Linked DNA regions of Sus scrofa: region 2 is linked to region 1. A link is a contact called in public Hi-C data. All regions are on one chromosome and are shown on one strand. Each heading gives the region's core, a stretch centred on a gene start, on an enhancer-like site or on the middle of the called end of the contact. The rest is flanking DNA. Distances are from core to core; before and after follow the strand shown. Region 1 has its middle 550 kb from the start of CITED2. Region 2 has its middle 170 kb from the start of CITED2.

The links. A called contact is a pair of places that touch in the nucleus more often than the background predicts.
Region 2: a contact with region 1 is called in a Hi-C map of liver, with 3 times the contacts expected there. The contact joins two enhancer-like sites. A contact is called at or near these places in 3 of 47 Hi-C or Micro-C datasets (heart right ventricle and liver) and 1 of 2 datasets of contacts at active chromatin or transcription factors (alveolar macrophages).

What each region holds. Positions count from the first base shown.
Region 1 is chr1:24,603,717-24,610,512 of Sscrofa11.1, reverse strand. No RefSeq gene overlaps it. Among named protein-coding and RNA genes, the nearest start is that of CITED2, 550 kb to the left of the region's middle. Within about 2 kb of position 4,267, at least 12 of the 83 cell types and tissues checked have an H3K27ac peak or open chromatin away from gene starts, as enhancers often do. A contact at or near this core is called in liver, where this site is marked.
Region 2 is chr1:24,977,569-24,984,449 of Sscrofa11.1, reverse strand. No RefSeq gene overlaps it. Among named protein-coding and RNA genes, the nearest start is that of CITED2, 170 kb to the left of the region's middle. Within about 2 kb of position 1,784, at least 1 of the 83 cell types and tissues checked has an H3K27ac peak or open chromatin away from gene starts, as enhancers often do. A contact at or near this core is called in liver, where this site is marked.

The DNA.
Region 1 (6,796 bases), core at 3,018-5,517:
ACGCTGTTTAAGAACTGCTGAGAACCTGAGCTGGGAGAGGTAAGACCATGCTCGACTCTATACATGCAAAACAAAGAGAATAATTCACCAAGTATTTCTCCCCCCATCCCCCATAAACTTTAAAGTATTTACAAAGGCTCTAACCTTTATGCACTAGGGCATTTTACTTTGTATGTGTAGATCCAGGCTATATGTCTGCAGTTATTTAAGTTTGTGGAATATGAGGTAATATTTTCAGTAGGTTGTTCAAAGTGCAAAAAAATTGAGCAGTTTCAATGTAAGAATTTATATAGCAATTTACAGGTAGCAAGTGTTTTCATACGCACTGTCTTTTATATCCTTCCCACTTCATTGGTCTAAATTATTATTCCCAATTTACACCTGAGAACACTGAGGTTCAGTTATCCAGAATTATGCAGCCAATAAGGTGACGCCAATGTTCCTACTTAAATTCACTCTTAGAGAGGTCATGCATTGAATCTCCTTATCATAGCTTCCATTTTCTTTTCTCCTGCTTTGTGTGTTCTTCATTTCAGAAATATTTTTCTCCCAAAAATCTCCTAAAATAAATTGAAAACTTTAGACATTGCTCCCAAGAGGTTTATGTCAGTGTGTGTCTGTATGTGCGTGTGTGTGTGTGTGTGTGTGTGTGTACAGGCTCACATATCACACATATTCTGTATTATTTGTGGCAAAGCTAAGATGACATGCCACTTAGATTGCACACTATTTGATATCAGGGAACTTACATTCAAATTAAGACTTTGCCCTTTTCATGGCATGAGACAGAAGACAGCTGGACTCTGCCACAGGATCTGTCCAGCTGGGCTTGCCAGACACTGGGGACTAACCCTGTAGTAGGGGCCAACTTGAATGGTAGAGCTGATGTATGAGGCCCAAGTTTGGTTTTAAGAATTTTCAGTTGGGCAAAATGAAGCACGGAGTAATGGTAAATTAGGTTATGATCATGTCTTCAGTGCAGCCTGACAATATGGACCACCTTTTAGGGATTCGTGGATGGGTGTGAAGTGGCACAACCTTCAACTCTGGAGTACTGTTAAGAGGGCAGGCTGCGGAGACAGTATTCCTTGCTTTGTAGCCTATCTTGGATCAATCACTTACTAGCCATATGACCTGGGGAAGTTTATCCTTTATGGCTTCTGTTTTCATTTTAATAAACATCACAGAATTGATTTAAAGTTAAAGGAGATAAGACATGTAAAGATTTAAAACAGTGCCTAAAACAAGGTGATCACTCATCAGAGAGTATTATTATTATTATTATTATTATTATTATTATTATTATTATTATATTGGGGGAGCCCATAACTGGCAAGAGCAGCAAATAAATCAATGAGAGAGCAGTGTATGCATGAGGCAGGTGGGTCTAAGCAGGCTTTGGATGCTGGGATTATTTGAGAGACAAGGCCATCATCAAGTTCTGTGCATTAAACCAACATTCAGGAACAAAAGAACAGATAAATTGGAAATACACTGATATCTAGGGTGAACCTTGCGATGTCATTGAATAGACTTAGGAAACAAGGCAGAAACCTAGGTTTGGTGGCCTGGGCCTGAGGGGTATTGTGTTGGACCAAGTTGCAAGAAGAACAGTCCAGTCTTAGTCTGCATGATACCTGCAGGCCTGTAGATCTCACCTCCAGATTGGCCTGAGAATTGGGACAGGATAAGTTGGAAGGCTTAGCTGTAGGGTCCAAAGGGAAAGGGAGTCTGGGAGAAGAGCTGAAAATGAAGTGATAAATTCTTTTCCTCAAACACTAATCACTGTAAGCACTCACAGGAGGAAGAATAAATCGATAAATGTGGGAGTAGGTAATTGTAACTATGGTGGGACCAAAGCTGAGTCTTAGATGCTGAACAAGATTTGTGTGATGAATAAGTAGAGGGAAAAGGGAAGAAAATGTGGTCAAAAGTCCTGACACTGGGATGAAGGTGAAGTGTATGCGTAAGTCAGTGGTGATCTTGGTCTGATTGATACTGACTTGTGGATGTGAGTGTGCATAGGAAGGAAAGGCTGGATTAGGGAGGAATTTATTAATCTGGCACAGGAAAATGGTATATGGCAAGAAAGGCAAAAGGAGTAATGAATGGCTGTAAATAAAGAAATGAAACACAATAGCCAAACCCAGAAATTATGCATAATACATAATAATACATAATACGTAATAATTTTCCAAAGAAAATTATTTTGAGAGAGAACAAGAGGATGAAAAAGTCTTTTCCTGAACACGTACTTTGGGCCAATGTGACATGTATAATGTATTATGACAATTTTGTGTTTAGATGTTACTGTGACTATTTTCCCAAAAGAAAACTGAGGCTTAGAAGGTAAAGCAACATGCCTAATGTCACTGGAAAGATACTCAAACAGATTTCAGATCTGGGTTTGCTTGATTCCAAAATGTTCTATTTTCCTTTACTGGATAGTTGTCTACAGTAGGGCAAAGGAAGGAGGAGAAGCTAGAATGATCCAGGCAATCAGGGATGCAAGTCCAGATGAAAGGAGTGGCAGGAGATAAACACAGCTTTCTCAGTAAAATGTAGCTTTCCTTTTCTTCTTTTTCCAAGCATAATGTTTGTGTCTTTCCTGCTGCCAATCCCATTCATCATGTACTCCAGACAGTCTTATACCTGTCTAATCCTTACTATTTTTATTTCTGCTGTGTTTTTCACATTTGCATTCTGAGTGTTCTCTGCATAGTGTCTTAAAACAAATCATCAGAGGGTACTTGCTAAATGGGATGAGTATACCCCCGTGGAAAGCAAGATAGGCAAAAGCAGATCAATCCAGTTTTGTGCCACAGACTCACTACTTACCAACTCTATGCTTTTAGTCAATGCTCATTTTTTTTTTTTTAGAATCTCAACTTCCTCATCTATAAAAAATATTAGAGTAAAACATTATGCATGGGATTGTGGGGAGGAAGGATATCAAGTATAATATGGCAGACCAAGTTCCGGATCCAGTGGAGGAATCATATATCTTATTTAGTTCTCTTCTCTCTTCCCCTCAATGAACTAAACTATTAAACATTTGAGAGAGTGTCTTATAGAAGAATGGAAAGGATAATAAAATAAATAATAAAAAAGTTAAGTGCATTAATAAAAATACAAGTAAATAAGGGTATTTGATTAATGATCATCCTACAAACCATGGTTAATGATGCTTTGCCCCCAAAGCTACATGTATTATTAGTCTTTAGACAAAGCCTCAGTTCATAACCTGTACATTCATTAAACCTGAAATAGGCAAATGGATTATACTCAAAAGTCAATAGGCTGGATAAAATCACTTCTTAAGTAACATTTTCTATTTGTTATTGGCCCATTTGGACCTCAAGGATAAAAGATATTACTTATCAACTAATTTATACAGTGATGAGAATGAGAGATAATATAATGGATGAGAGAATCAAGATGAAAAATTATTTCAATAGGCTCAAATAATGGACCAAAACTAACAAGTAAAATTTAACAGGAATCAAGTTGAGACCTGCATTTGGGTTAGGTTCATGCTGTTAATTCCATATTATAAGAGAGAAGAGACATGTCTAGAAAATAATTCATGTGAAATCTATCTTGGAATTTTAGTTGACCAAAACTAAATGAGCTTACAATGTGAAGTGATTTTGAAAAATAGAAAATGACATATGAGGTTAATAAAAGAAGTAGGGACCATGAAAAATTATAAAAAGGATTTGCACTATTTTTTTACTAGTATTCATTCACCATCATCCAGTCGAATTCCTATATCAATCTAATAAAATATTCCCAAAGTCTTTGGGAGAGCTGTGTTTTCCATCTGTCCCTGGGATAAACTTTGGTCTCATTCCATTTGTTATGTTTTGGTTAAATGCCTCTTTAGCATCCCAATGAGGGCACAGCAGTTTGTAAAGGTGATATCTTGTAGTTTTATGTGTACATTTGTACGTGTGCACATCTAGGAGAGCCGGATGGCATTTAGATCCCAAGAATGGGAAAAAAAAATTTTTTTCCCATATGAGATTCTCCAAATGTTCTAGTCAACTCTTAGCTCTGACATCTTCCCACTTACTCAAGTTCATGAGATTCGATAGCCCTGTGGGGACTCTCATGTGCTTAATTAACACTGGGGCCAGGGGAGTACAGCTGTGAATGTTTGCTATGGCCATGGTCACTGATTGTTCTCCTGGTTAGGTAAGCAGTGCTAAGCTCTGTGTACACAATTGTGATTGCGACAACCATCACTACCTATTTTGGTGCTCAACATGAGTCAGCTTCCTTACTAGCTCTTTACCCTATTCAGTGACATGCTGCCATCTAGAGTCTTGTGTCCAGCCAAGGGATGTCTACTGGTTGTTCAGAGCTACCTATCCCCATTGCCCCATCTCATGGACCTGTGGCTTCCAAAGTCAAACACACATGCAAATAATAACAATGAAAAAAACATACACCTTGCCTTCTGACGTTTCAACATTCAGTAGAGAAATATTGGGATTTTTGTGAAGCTCATGGATTCTTTTCTTCCCTTGGCTGTCTTGTAGGGTGCCACACCTTGTGGTGAGGGAAAAAAGTCTTATTGTTAAAGACTTTCTTTTCCACTGGTGAGACTATTTAGAATCTGGTTCGAAAAGATAATACTGGTATAGACGTAATTAATAGTAATTTCTTTCATTTGGATCTGTGTACACATATGTGTGGGGAAGCTTGGGGTCCAGAGTGCCACCAAACTTGATGAACAGCATCTATGTAATCTGGGTCTATAGATTTGCTCCCAATATCAGAGTACCTCCTATACTCTTAAAAAGCATGTACTTTCATGGTGAAGTGGCAGAGGTGAGGGTGATCTTTGTTCTTAGATACCTGAAATTATCTTCAGCTACTATGTCAAGTCTGCTAGTGATATAAGCAGATTTCCTTGAGGACATCTTCTGTGGTTTTTCAGCCAACGGATATCCTTTGTACACTAGTAATCCTAAAATACCGGGTTGAATAAACAGATGAATCAGTGGACATGTTCGTGTATTTCTTTTTATTGAACTCAGTCTTACTAAATCACAGGTGGATTCTTTCCTTCCAGAGGACAATGACAAAAGGGCCATCAAGATGATGGAATGAGTTGAAGGCCAAGCCCTGTAGGGAATATTGTATGAATGGAGGACATTTCCCTTGTAGAAATGAAGAAGTGAAGACAGAGCAGACATGATGATTATTTTTGTATACTTGAAGGGATGATGTGTCGAGTGGATTTCTGTTTAACTTTAGAGGGTAGAACTCAGATCTGAAAGTAGAATTTTTAGTGAGGCAGATTAAATAACAAGTTTGAAATAGCTAGAGCTCTTAAAAAATGAATTCAACTTCCCTTGTGAAGCAGTGGATTCTCAATCATTGAAACTGTGTAAACTGAAGCTCATAGCTCTCTGAAAGGAATTTGATAGCAGTGGGAAAACTAGATGCATAATGGAGGTTCCTTTCATTTAAAGACTTGATAATCCCGTGATCTAGACCTAAGGATGTTTGTTACAATATTTCTGTCTCTCATACTTTTTTAGAAGGTTTGCTCTTCCCTCAGCTGTTTTCATATTTATCTTCAACCTTTGCATTTCTACATTCAATGATATGAATAATTTAAATGTGTAGGCTGAATGGCCAATGTTACACTCTAGGTACCTGTCTCTTTGTCTTCAAAAAAATGCAGCATCACTTTCAGCAATTATTTTATGACTGTACCCTTTTCCTAGGTACAAGGATGCTAAGGAAAAAGGGCATTAAACATTGGAAGTAACACTAAAGTTGTTTTTATTTGTTGATTCATGAATCTAGGAATATCCATGTTTTTTTAACTTTTATTTCCCCAATACAATTTTTTTTTCTACTGTATAGCATGGTGACCCAGTTACACATATATGTGTATGTTCTTTTTTCTCCCATTATAATGATCCATCATAAGTGACTAGACATAGTTCTCAGTGCTACACAGCAGGATCTCATTGCTAATCCATTCCAAAAGCAATAGCTGGCATCTATTAACCCCAAGCTCCCAATCCATCCCCTTCCTTCCCCTCCCCCTTGGCAACCACAAGTCTTATCTCCAAGTCCATGATTTTCTTTTATAACCTGTTAATTATAAATACTCATCATTTTAAAATGTTTTATTCCAGTCACTTTGATTATTCACAATTACATAGAACCAAAAGTTGCCAGGATAAAACACAGGAATCATTCTTAACGTGATTGGTAGCAGAATAAGACATTCTGAAGATGTTCTTATTTTCAAGTTTAGTGGTACTTGATTCTTGATTAAGAATTAGTCAATAGGAATAAAATCTCTCAAATCCCTCTATTAAGATACTACTGTGTTCAGCTTTTGAAAACTTTCATCAAATTCAGCAAGAAATTTATAACATAGGAGTTTTCTATTTTTTCTTTTCACTTAAAATTTCATTTAAGAGGATGGAAAGAGAGTTGATCTTCCATATAATATTATGTTAAAGGCAAATAAGAAAATCTGAAGAAGATAGAGTTGAAAGTTCACTTAATAATTTTTGGATACGTGAAAGAGAATATCATAGTCATTATAATGTAAAGGTTTATTTCCTAGCACTTACAGTATAAAGCTTATGTAGATATTAAAAATCTCCAGATTATAAGAAATTATCTATTTGTAGATACATGATAAACTTTTTAAATGTTGAATGAATAAACTCAACATTATTATAGTTGAATTTCAGTTTTATTAGGAAATTTTCGCCATTCTTGAAAACTTTAGGATGACATTCTTTGACTTGGAAATCAG
Region 2 (6,881 bases), core at 535-3,034, 380 kb before region 1:
CAGATCAGACCTATGTCCTCATGGATCCTAGTTAGGTTTATTTCCACTGAGCCATGATAACTCCAAGGTAGCTTTTTAAAACTGGAAATGTGGGAGTTCCCATTGTGGTTCAGCAGAAACAAATCTGACTAGGAACCATGAGGTTTCGGGTTTGATCCCTGGCCTCATTTAGTGGGTTAAGGATCTGGCATTGCTGTGAGCTGTGGTGTAGGTTGCAGATGCAGCTTAGATCCCACGTTGCTGTGGCTGTGTTTTAGGCCAGCAGCTGTAGCTCCAATTAGACCCCTAGCCTGGGAACCTCAATATGTCGTGGGTGTGGCCCTAAAAAATAAAATAAAATAAAATAAAATAAAATAAAATAAAATAAAACTGGAAATTTGGACAGGAACATGCACACAAGGTGAACAGCATGTGAAGATGAAGGCAGAGATTTGGGTGATGCTTCTACAAACTAAGGAATGCCAAACACTGCAAACTGCCAGAAGCATAAAGCTTTTCCCTTACAGCTCTCAGGAGGAACCAACACTACTGAATTCTTGCTCTTGGACTTTTAACCTCCCAAACTGTGAGACATTTCTGCTGTTTAAGCCACAAGGTTCATGGTATTTTGTTATGGCAGCCCTAGTAAACTAATATACTACTGTACCCTGTTTCTAGAACTGTGACTAAATAAATTAAGCATTCAATAAAAATTTTTTTATGGCCACACCCATGGTATATGGAAGTTCCTGGGCTAGGAACTGAATCCAAGCCTCATATGCAACTTCTGCTGCAGCTGCAGCAGCACCATATCCTTTGACCCTCTCCACTGGGCTGGGGATTGAACCTGTGCCTCTGCCAAATCTGTCTGATTCTTAAATCTACTGAGCCATAGCAGAAACTCCCAGTAAATATTTTTTTGAGTGACTGTTGAAAATAAATAAATGGATGAATGAATGAATATATTTTACCTCAGGAAAGTCATTTATTTTTTTCTAGTCCTCAGTGTTGTCATTTGTAAAATGACATCTGCTACAGTGTAGAAGATTTATCCAGTTCTTGTCTGTTCTACTACATTCATAAAAAAGAACTCTTATGACAGAAAAATTGATCATATATTAGAAGTTATCCAGAGAGCTTATTTAATCAGACTCTCTATTAAAAAAATACAAGCAGACATGAGTTTTAGGGATGATTGAAATTTTAATTTGACCTGAGGCAATACTCTGAAATGAATAATTTCCTGAGTTTGCTTTCAGATTTTGATCCTGTGTTTTTCCTTGACGAATTTATCTATTTATAGCAATCAGGTCAGTGAGACTGTGTGAGTTATAGGCAAAGTGATTTCATCGCACTCCAGGCTCAACTATATTTCAGAATAGAATCTTCCTTATTGAGGACTGAGCCATCAGCAAAGACATGGTACAGGAATTGAATTAGAACAGAATGCAGAAAATTGTCTTCATAGTTGAGAAGTTTGGGCGTGTCATTACCTGAGATGATATTAAATTTATCAGTGTGCCTTCAAATAATAAGCTTTGAAGAAGGAGCTGGATGAACAGTGAGCAGAACTCCAGAGAGTGATCTGGATGTGGAAGATTCATTAGTCTGGATGCTATCTGGAAAGCTTCAGCTGGCCAGAATGAGCTTATATGTTAAGACTGGCTTAGGTGGGCTCTCCAGGGTTGATTTGCAGAGGTAATTCTTCAGAAACCCAGTTCACTGGACAGAGCTCTGGCTCCATTTCCTTTTTTAGATCCTTTACCTTCCAGTGAAACTACAGGGCCCTGTTCTCCCCAACCCTGTGTTCAGAACCTTTGACCCCTCTAGTGTGGAAGTCTTCCAAGTGTCCTATCATTGAAAGTTAACATTTTCTGCTTTATTCTTTTTCCTTCTACTCTTTAGAAACTCGTATTTCCTGAGGTGGATATTTACGCCAATAAAAGAATCGATTACTCAGTGTGCAAAACTCTTGGATGGATGGGTGAGGAGGGTAAAAAATTTATAGCTTCAGTAGATTCATCTTCTCTCATTAGTGGTCTGCTGTGTCCTTTGGGGAAGATATTTTGAGCCAGGATTTTGGTACTTTTCAGCTTCGCTAACTCTTGGATTCTCTTAGGTACCCATCACAGTGTTAAATATATGAAATTAAAATCAGCAAAGAGCAGAATATCCTTCTTGCTTTCCCATCCCTACCCCAGTTTTGCAAATGGGTCAATAAAAATAGTGTCCTTGGTGTGGGCAAGGGTGTAAATTCATACAGTGAAAACTCAAATGGAAAACAAATCCCCAGAACACAGGCTATATTTCAAATCCTTGGATTATGGAGAGCAGTTAGAGAAGAAACCTTAAATGTCATCTAATTTAACTCACTTATTTTACAGATTAGGAAAGAGAATGCTCTAAGAGGTTTTCTGACTAGCAGACCTTATATTCTTCATGTAGCTCTATATTTTTATATATTTAGGATTTTTGTTTGTGTGTTTGTTATTCTTCCTTGCATTATCTCTGCCTGATCTAGGGCAATATATATATATATATATATATATATGTATGTATATGTATATATGTATATGTGTATATATATATGTATATGTGTATATATATATGTATATATATATGTATATGTGTATATATATATATGTATATATATGTATATGTATATATATATATATATATATATATATATATATATATATAAATAAATAAAATAGGAGTGTGGGTGAATCAACCAAGATCAAAGAGCTAGCAAACTGAAAGAACTTGGATGAAAGTTCATATTCCCTGGTTCTTAGTTCCTTGCTCTGTGATTTGAGCATTAAAGCAAATCAAAACTGGGTGAAGATTAGAATTTGTGGTTCCTAGACTCAGATAAAATGGACTGCTGTGTTATTCTCTATAGTCTAATATTTGTTATCAGCCTCTATGGCAATGGTTCTATTTCTTCTGGAGGATGGAGTAATGATCCCCATTTGAGATTCTGAATATCAGGAATCCTCTTCTCAGAAAAATGTACACACACAGTTTGCACATAAGTTCAGCAGATTGAGGGAAGGCCCCTAAGCTCTGAACTAATGTTCTAAATATTAATGTCAACTCATGTTTATTGAGTGTTTTCTATGTTCTAGGCATTATTATTAGGAATTTACATGTACTACATCGTTTAACTCCTGTGGCACTTAAAAGCAGGTTTCTTTCTAATTTCCACTCTATAGAAAGAATAGAGACATTTAGAGAACGTCTGTTTATTTAACACTATTTAAAAAATACTGATGATTCCAGGTGCTAAGGACACAATGCTACAAAAAATGGGCCCTTTACAAATCCAACTAGTATCCATGAGGATGTGAGTCCAATCTCTGGCCTTGCTCAGTGGGTTAAAGGATCTGGCATTGCCATGAGCTGTGGTATAGGTTGCAGATGTGGCTTGGATCCCATGTTGCTATGGCTGTGGTGTAGGCTGGTAGCTGCAGCTCTGATTTGACCTCTAGCCTGGGAACTTCTATATGCCATTGGTGTGGCCCTAAAAAAAAGAGGAGGGGCAACGCCTGCCCCCATCAAACTTGGAATCCAATGAAGCAGGCTGATTGCATGTTTACACAGAAATATGCCACAAAGCAAACAGACATGGAGAAGTGTGTCAGGCAGTGGTAACAATACATACAGGTGGAGTGTTGGAGGAATCTAGAGGAGGAGGTCAGGCTTGGATCACTAAGAGAAACAGGTGTAAGGGGCACATAACAAGGGGCTGCAGAAGAGGTGACATGGGTGGGACTAAAATCCTTTCCAGAGGTCAGCTCCAGAGGAGAGATGCCAGAATTAAACCAGATCCATCTGTCTCCAAAGTCAGCCTGTGCCCATCGTTGCAGCAGTTGAGTTCTAACTATGATGTCTCTTGGCAGTACTTTGTAATATCCTATCCTGATCTTCTCCATGCCTATGGGAAGTACACTTTCCTAAAGTGCCCAAAACAGAGTTTCGTGGACAATCTATGATGAATGACCAAGTTTGTTTGTTTGTTTGTTTTCTTTTTTTTTGGCCACATCGGCAGCATTTGGAAGTTCCTGGGCCAGGGTCAAATTGGAGTTGCAGCTGTGGCCTGTGCCACAGCCATGGCAGCACTGGATCTGAGCCACATCTGTGCCTTACACTGCAGCTTGCAGCAACGCCAGATCCTTAACCCACTGAGCAGGGTCAGAGATCAAATCTGCATCCTCACAGAGACAACGTTGGGAAGGTCCAAGTTTTAAAATATTTAATTTGTCGCACTGTGCTCTGATACTTTTTCTTATTTTCTGTTGCAGGATCAGTATGTCACCCCTTCCATGAAGGCTTGACCCCCAAGCTTGTCCCCATGTCTGGAGGGGCTCTAAGTTGCAACACAGAGAATCTTGGATGATTATAGGTTCACGTCTAGAAATTTCCCACCTCACCCTAAATATCGAGGGATTATGGATCTGGACTGGTGCCTTAATTTGGTGAAAAAAAAAATAAAATCTATTTCTAAAAAGGTACCTAAAAGTGCTTTAAGCTCTCACTGTTGCCCCCACATCTGCAAAGCCCTGCCGCAAACAATTGGGCTTTATTTATTTAAAAAATTTTCTTCTTTTTTTTGGTTGCCCATGTCATATGGAGTTCCCAGGTCAGGTATCAGATCTGAGCCACAGTTGGGACCTGCCAGATCCTTAACCCAGTGTGCCAGGCCAGGAATTGAATCTGTGTCCCAGCACTCTAGAGAGGTCACCAATCCTATTACACCACAGTGAGAACTCCGTTGGCTTTTATTTCTTCTTTCCAGAGCTACAGCTTGCTGACACATGTGATTCTCAGGCTTGAGGCTGAAGTCCTGCTTAGTGACAGGGATAGGTATCCAGGTCATGTATGACTTGCAGTCTGTCCTCCAGCTGATGTACTTGGTGTGTTACCACCAATGAGTATGTCACACATGGCAAACAGAAACATAGTGCTAATTTCAAGATCTGTTAGAAACACAAGGCAGTGGAAATAATGGCTGATAGACAGAAATGGTTGGAATTGGCAGAATGGTTGATAGAATGGTTGGAATAAGAAATTCCCTTCTAAAAGCTTCTAGGGGATGCTGACAAACATTGGGAAATAAATAAATACACTTTATGATAATGAAAATGTACTTGACAGTGGGCTTTTGAATGAGCATGGTGAGAGACTAAATTGGACAAAATGTGGCCATGATGTTTGCCTACCACCATCCAGAGCTACTAGTCAGGTCAGGCTGAGAGCAAGCATCTGAGCATGAATGTAAAGGCTATTGGAATGCAATGTTCCCAACTACTGCATTAATAACTTTCAACAACCTTCACTCCTGGACATGATGTAATTAAGTTTTGGGTTGGGGAAGTAAGATGGCCTGTGGTCTGATATTTTCATTTGAAAGCAAGTGGGAAGACAAAAGCAAACAAGCTTTTTGGCTATGAGAGAATGAATGACCTTCCAAGTAAGGAATTTAAACCAGAGCTTTTGACTTCAGAGGGGAATGAGGCTGCAGAACCTTTTTGTAGCAGAGATTTAAGGTGGAGAAATGGTTGCGGATTATAATGCCCCCCGACCCCCATCAAAGCCCCCGAGCACGTACATCCTTCTCATTAAACATACCACTCTTGAGGGTTCTGATCGCCCAGAACCCCCTTTGAGCAGAAAAACATTATTATTAACATTTTTTTGCCTTTTTTTTTTTTTTTAAACACAGGGCTGGCATGCCAGCACATGCTTGAAAACTCTCACAGTTACATATAAACTTAAAAAGAGGCCCCTTTCCCCCTCGCCTGACTCATACTCCATGCATCACATAACCAGTGTTTAGAAAGGCTATGAAGAATGCTTGGGGCAGTTGGACGTATTTTGTCTGATTATGGGAGTGACAAACACAGATGACCTAGAAGGGGTTAGGAGTGTAAATTTGAGGGGTGTGTGTAGGGTAGGGAGGGGTCACAAAAGGTGGAAGGAAAATTTGCTTCTTTTGACTATTCTTTAGGACATTTTAGATAACAGAACTATTGTGTTTTAAATATGGAAGAGACCTTAGAAATCTGAAATGTGGATTCAGAGGTTATTCACTGCCAGTGCAAAATCCTACAGCTAGGGAGAAGCTACAGGAACCAGCCTATGAACATTCTGTATAGCACAGTCCCCATTCTGGACCACAAAACCCATTTGAGAATCTAATGTAGCCTGTGGATACTTTCTCTGGAAAAACAAAACTACGCATATTTATTTCTTGTACAGTTTCAGAGGATTTATGGACTCCTTAGTTTCATCCACGAACCTGCAGATCTAATGAATTTTCCATTGTACTAGGGTTATCAACTAAGTATGCACATAATGTTCAGACTAGTTTTAAGTTCCTTCTTTGTACTTACTGGGTGTTTAAGCATAAGTAAGCAAGCAATATTTCTAAGCCCAAGTTTCCTGGTATATGAAATAGGTGTGATAATAGCACCTATAGGGTTATCATGAATGCTGTAATGAGTTTAAGGAGTTTAGGTTAACAGAAAGCCTGGCAGTGGGAGGAACAAGCCATGTTGTTATGGTTGTGGTTGTTACTGGCTCTGTACTCATGGAGCTCCTGGCCTCTGTGGTTGGCTGTTGATGGGCTCCTCCAAACCCAGGTCTCCTGAATTTCTTCCTTGTCCTTTGCCTTTTTCTTGCTTCCAGCATAAATCTGTTTGCTTCCTGGCTGTTCTCCTTTCCTTAAGGGTCTCTCCTTTTCACCACATGAAAGGCAGCCTGTGTTAAAATGTCTTGATAAATTTGTTGTGCGGAAATCCATTAGAAGGAAGTGCTAGGAAAATAAGATTGTTTGCGAAAAGAGTACACCTGTGAAGTGCTTCCTTACTGCAGTGGAGATCAAATAGTAGAACAAGTGG